2 separate regions of the Mus musculus genome follow, and region 2 is linked to region 1. A link is a contact called in public promoter capture Hi-C data. All regions are on one chromosome and are shown on one strand. The core of a region is the stretch at or near the end of the contact, and the rest is flanking DNA. Distances in the headings are between cores, read along the strand shown. Region 1 holds the start of Ccz1 (CCZ1 vacuolar protein trafficking and biogenesis associated). Region 2 holds the start of Fam220a (family with sequence similarity 220, member A).

Region 1 (2,989 bases), core at 317-2,816:
GTCTGGTGGTGCACATTGGAAATCCCAGAATTTGGAAGTCAAAACATCAGGATCAGGAATTCAAGGCCATTCCTGACTACATATCGATCCTGAAGCCAGGCTATGTGAGACCCTGATTTATTTGCTTATAGGAACAACAAAACTGTTTTTGAGACAGGGACTCATTCTGTAGCTCAGACTATCTTATAGCTGGTAATGCACCTGTTTCAACACCCTGAGCGCCTGTGCCCCCATGCCTAGAGAACCTATAGATTTTCAAAATAGTTCTTTCTGTATCAAAATGAAAATGAAGCACGTATGGGAAACACTTGTCGATTTGCATGCTTACATAGTTCTGTGTAGCAACTACAGTTTAGTGTTGCGTAAACGACTGCTCACGAATCCAATTTCAAGCAAAAACCTACCCCGTATCTCTTCTGTAACGGCTAGGGTATAGGATTACCTCACAAACACTTTAGAAGACAGATGAAATCTGAATCGACAGGATATTTTCCACTAGGCCTGTTGATTTATTCACTGAGAAGACTATAGATTTACAGGTTTTCACTTGTTCCAAGAAAATCAGCTTTGTTGGTGATAGGGTAGATTAAAAAAAAAAGGATTGATTTATTTTATACGTATATGTGTGCTTGCATGAATTTATGTGTGCCACATTTGAGCAAGTGCCCACAGAGGCCAAAAGAGGCATCAGATGCCCTGCAGCTGGAGTTATTGGCCATTATGAGCTGGAACTAAATCCAGGTCCTTAGTGAAAGCAGCCAGTGCTCTTAATTGTAGAACCATCTCTCCAGTTCTGTGGCAAGGTAAATTTGGACATTTTTGCTTTTGCTTATAGTCCATTGCTTATAATTGATGTAAGTAAAAGTGCTATATATTCGAGGTTGACCTTGACTTATGATCCTCCTGCCTCCACCACACCAGGGCGTGCCAGCCACACCCAGTTTATGTGGTGCTGAAGGGGAGAAGCAATTTCAACAAGTTGTCCTCTGACCTTCATACACGTGCCAGGACATCCCCCTCCCTGGAGGACAAATAAATAAATGTAAAACAACAACAACAACAACAACAACAACAACAACAACAAAACCAAAAACCAACCAACAACAGATGTAAACTGGCTACCTTCAAGAAAAATGTGTTCCCCTAAACGTTTTTTCACACTTAAAAAATACCGTATCCATGACGCCTTTAATGCCAGCACCCAGGAGGCTGAGGCATGAGGATCTCTGTGAGTTAGAGGCCAACCTGGTGTACATAGTGAACCCCTATCCAAACAAACAAACAAACAAACAAACAAAAGAAAAGAAACAACACCCCCCCCACCCCAATCCATTGTTACATTTCTCTTGAAATTCGTGGTCTTCGCCTTTAGCCATGACAGCCAGCTGAGAGCTGATATAATTGAAAACACTCCAGCCCAATAAACACGAGGGAACTGGTTCCACACGGACCTATCAGAGAGGGACTGGGCACTGCAGGTTTTTCTTCTGGGTCAGTTTCGAGCTCTTCCGGGCCGCCGGCTAGCGAGGCGGAAGTGCGGTGTTCCCTAAGGCTGCTGCCTCGGAGCGGGCGGAGGGGAGCCTCCCGAAACGGGGGCCGGGCCGGGATGGCGGCAGCCGCGGCCGGGCCGGGTGCTTGGGCGGCCCAGGAGAAGCAGTTCCCGCCAGCGCTGCTGAGCTTCTTCATCTACAACCCCCGTTTCGGGCCGCGCGAGGGAGAGGTAAGCCGAAGGGGCCGCGAGCCTGCTCCGTGCCCGGCCCCTGATGCCGCAGCCCGTCCTGGCAACGGAGGTCCCAGGTTAATCCCTCCGCCCGGCTTGAAAGTCTTTCCCATCGCGTCAGGTCTGGGCAATTAAGATCGAACTTGACTCCTCTCTTGGAATCTTCGATTGCAAAGGTGGAGCCAGATTGGTAGGACAGAGCTCCCAAAAGAGGGAAAATGAAACAAAACTAAAAACTTGGAGGCGCTTCACAAAGTTAATTTTTTCTTTTTTCTTGTTTTCCCCAAAATTGATGTTTTGTTTTCTGGAAATGTTACTGTTACTTTATTTTTCCTTCCGGCTAACTAAAATCTCATTGTGTTTTAACACATTTCTATCCACTAAACTGTTTGGTTGATATCTATGCTGGTTCCAGCTTGTGGCTAATGTCATTAATGTAGCAATAAAGATTTATGTGCAAGCATTTCTGTGATGGTAGGAGTTAAGAGTGCTTTAGGTGTATATTCAGGTATCATAGTCGAACTCTAGTAGAATCATTCTATCTAGGGTAAACATTAGAATGAAATAGTTTTTCACTGTGTCTAGGATAAACGTTGGAAAAAAATGGAACGCTTCACGAATTTGAGTGTCATCCTTGCACAGGGGCCATGCTAATCTCTGTATCATTCCAATTTTAGTATATGTGCTGCCGAAGGGAGCACCCAAAATCGAAGTTATAAGCGTTTTTTTTTACTCCGAGTTGACAGTGGCAACTTCCTCAAAACATGCCTAGAACTGTGTTTTGTTGCAAGCAGATCAAAGCCCTATTTAGGGGCTGGTGAGATGGCTCAGTGGGTAAGAGCACCCGACTGCTCTTCTGAAGGTCCGAAGTTCAAATCCCAGCAACCACATGGTGGCTCACAACCACCCGTAATGAGATCTGATGCCCTCTTCTGGTGTGTCTGAAGACAGCTACAGTGTACTTACATATAATAAATAAATAAATAAATAAATAAATAAATAAGTACTTACATATAATAAATAAATAAATAAATAAATAAATAAATCTTAAAAAAAAAAAGCCCTATTTAGAGGCTGTCAGCCCAAGTGCTCCCGAACCAACTTGGTGCAATTGTGGATCCTGTATTCTTGTACACGCGCACACCTGCATCTTCCTTGTGAGGGTTTCTGACACATGGGAAGAAATCTGAGACTTTCATCTTGTCCTACTGATGAGATGTGATTTGGTGAATATCACAATTACCTCTTACACTGATGGCTTGCAGTAGT
Region 2 (2,989 bases), core at 203-2,702, 470 kb after region 1:
CCCCCCCCAAAAAAGTAAAGAGATTCTGATATGGACCTCAAATTTGGTTTTTCTTAACTCCTTTTAACCAATTTTGATCAACATATTTGGCTTCCGATTTCATGTGGTCTGTGTCATGGACCATTTACACACACCAAGTCCATTACACTCCAACTTGACCCAACTGCAGAAAAACTAGGTAGCACTATACTGAACTGGCGCCTCTGCACACCAGGGAACAACATAAGCACAGTAAGGCTGGGGTTAGGGCTGGCAAACCAATGCACCCACCGGGTTCATTTCCAGAACCACAAAAAACCAAAAACAAAACAAAAACAACAACAAAAAACCTCTGTCAGATTACATGCTTCCCAGGGGTGGAGCCAAGTCCTTCCTTCCAACACAGCCTGTGACACTCCAAGGTGTGTAAACAGAATCCAAGTTCACTATGCAGCCTTTCTTACATTTTGAGACAGAACACTCAGGTCCGTAAGACCTCTCCGCTAGAAAAAAAAGCATTTTGTAAATTCAAGATAGAGAAATGTCAGTCATTTTCAGCAAATGAGGCCTCCAGAATGCTGATGCAGGCATGCTGTTAGTCCACGTCTAAACTGTTGCAGGCCTCTAAATCTGTTTTCCCTCTTTCTCTCTCATCTTCATCCCTATCGCCATTTCTAATCCCTGGTCAGAAGATACCGAAAACATTGGTCAAGACACCATTAACTTTCAACCTACAGTACAAGGATAATATAATATACCGTCACAAAGTTTGGGGAACCAGAATTCACAAAGGAACTCGCAGCTACAGGATCGCCAACAATTTGTCATTTTTGAGGACAAAGCGTCCTAAGGGACCTTCCTGTCATCTTTCCTTGGACCCCACCCCCAGATGTGGGAACCTACCTTCTGAAGCATCCTCTATGCAGAGTAGGGTAACGGGGGTGGGAGGGACGCGGTGTTTGGTTCACACTCAGCCTCAGGCTGATAGCATGAGCCCCTTAGCACCTGCATCCCGCCGAGCCAGGTGGGCAGGGATGCGGAGGGCGCGGCTCACCTACCTGCAGGCGCACGTTGAGCATCATGGAAGCCACGATGTAGAGGTAAGGAAAGTTGATGCGCAGCCGCCAAGCCAAGTCAAAGAAGATGAGCAGCGTGCGGGTCAGCCCCTTGCAGAAGACCCCATAGGAGCGGGCGGCGGCCGAGCGCGACAGCCGGACAGCCAGACCCGACAGAGCCGTCGCCATATAGAGATCCGCGGCGCCCCCACTGCCCGCCCGCCCTCCCTCTCCGCGCCCCGTCGCCCAAGGCCTCCTCTCCCGGGCCGCTGCTCAGCGCTCAGCGATCTCAGGGAGCAAGGGAGACCGCGGCGAGGCCGGCAGGAGGGCGGGCCGCGGGGGAGCCGAGTCTGCGCGTCACTCTCCGGAGGCGACTCCACCAGCTACCACCTGGATTCCCGGCCGGGCCGCGCGGCCTGACGTCACAAAGCCGGCCCGCGCCTGCGCAGGCAGCAGACTCCGCCTCCCGCCCCGCCCCGGGCCGCCCCGCCCCTCGGGCGGCTTTCCTGCAAGTGAAGTGCGCATGAGTTGGAGACTAGGGTTGGCTGCGTTGCATCTGGCGTCCTCTAATGGTGAAGAGTTGAGAATAACGACACAGGGAAAGTGGCGTGGTGGCGCTAGCCTGTTAATATTCCAGCACTCAAGAGACTGAAGCAGGAAAAACATGAACTCAAGGCTGGCTGCTCCTCCAGAGGACCCTCAGTTCAGTTTCCCGTACCCACACTAGGTGGCTCAAAATCCACCTGTAGCTGGCTCCAGGAGAGCCAATATCTGACCTTCCTGGGCATCTGCACTCATTCGCACACACACCACATCCAAATAAAAATCAATCTTTAAAATATAACAGAAAAGAGATGATGCCTGGGTATGGCCACAGGTACTTTATAACACACATATTCCTAAAAATGGTTACAGTGAGACCAGCAAAATGGTGAAGTAGGTAAAATGCACTTCCCATTGCTCCAGAGGATCTGAGTTCAATTCCTGAGACCCTCATGGTGGAAGAACACAAGTGACTCTAGGGTGTTGCCTTCTATGCTGCTCATTTATTTTTGTTAACGTGACACAAGATAGACCAGCAGTTCTCAACCAGTGGGTCGCGACCTCTCTGGAGACCGAACGATCCTTTCACAGTGGTTAGCCTAAGACCACCTGTATATCAGATATTTACATTACGATTCGTAAAATTAGCAAAACTAAAGTTATAAAGTCGTTGTGAAATAATTTTATGGTTGGTGGTCACCACACGAAGAACTGTATTAAGGGGGTCGCGCATTGGAAGGCTGAGAACCTCGTCTAGAGTTATCTAATTCCTAGAGTTATGCTGGAAAAAGGAACCTCAATTGAAAAACTGCCTCCATCAGGTTGACCTGTAAGCGATTCTGTACGGCATCTTCTTGTTTGGTGATGGGTGTGAGAGGGTCCAGGCCATAAAGGGTGATATCAACTCAGCAGCAGCCTCCTGAAACTGGAATAGCAACAGGTTAGCGCTGCCACGCCACGTTCCCTGTTATCCTCAGCTTCACCATTAGAGGGCGCCAGGACGCAACGCAGCAACCCCACTCTACGACTCACACATGTAAGAAAACAAGGTAAACCTGGTGGTCCGTGGTGGTGATGGTGCATGCTTTTAACCCCAGTACTCAGTAGACAGAGGCAGGCAGATCTCTGTGAGTTCGAGGTCAGTCCAGTTTTTAGACTGAGATCCAGAACAGCCAAAGCTACACAGAGAAACCCTGTTAAGAAAAGAAAAGAAATATAAGGCAAAGGCAAATAAATTCTTTTCTCCCCACCTTGTTTTTGGTAATAGTGTTTAGCACAGCAGTAGAAATCAAAAAACACATCTTCCCATCTCCTCCAGCCTGCTGTGTTACATGCATGTATACACACACACAAACACATAAACTAAATAAAATGTGACTTTTGTACTGGCTGGTTTTGTGTGTCAACTTGAC

What was found. Capture Hi-C pulls out chosen DNA fragments and counts their contacts.
Region 2: a promoter capture Hi-C map of adipose tissue shows a contact between it and region 1. The contact joins the promoter of Fam220a here to the promoter of Ccz1 in region 1. A contact is called at or near these places in 2 of 39 promoter capture datasets (the 3T3-L1 cell line and hippocampal neurons), 3 of 115 datasets of contacts at active chromatin or transcription factors (embryonic stem cells, large pre-B cells and memory CD8 T cells) and 2 of 9 other capture datasets (adipose tissue and liver).

What each region holds. Positions count from the first base shown.
Region 1 is chr5:144,013,430-144,016,418 of GRCm38.p6, reverse strand. It overlaps Ccz1 (CCZ1 vacuolar protein trafficking and biogenesis associated), which reads left to right and starts at 1,566. Exons shown (of 15, transcript NM_177682.3): 1 at 1,566-1,720. The coding sequence starts at 1,607. It overlaps Gm24311 (a small nuclear RNA gene), which reads right to left and starts at 2,421; the gene lies at 2,318-2,421. Gm33427 (a long non-coding RNA gene) reads right to left here and starts at 1,260. Exons shown (of 2, transcript XR_377194.2): 1 at 443-1,260.
Region 2 is chr5:143,547,183-143,550,171 of GRCm38.p6, reverse strand. Fam220a (family with sequence similarity 220, member A) reads right to left here and starts at 1,452. Exons shown (of 2, transcript NM_133703.5): 1 at 1,038-1,452.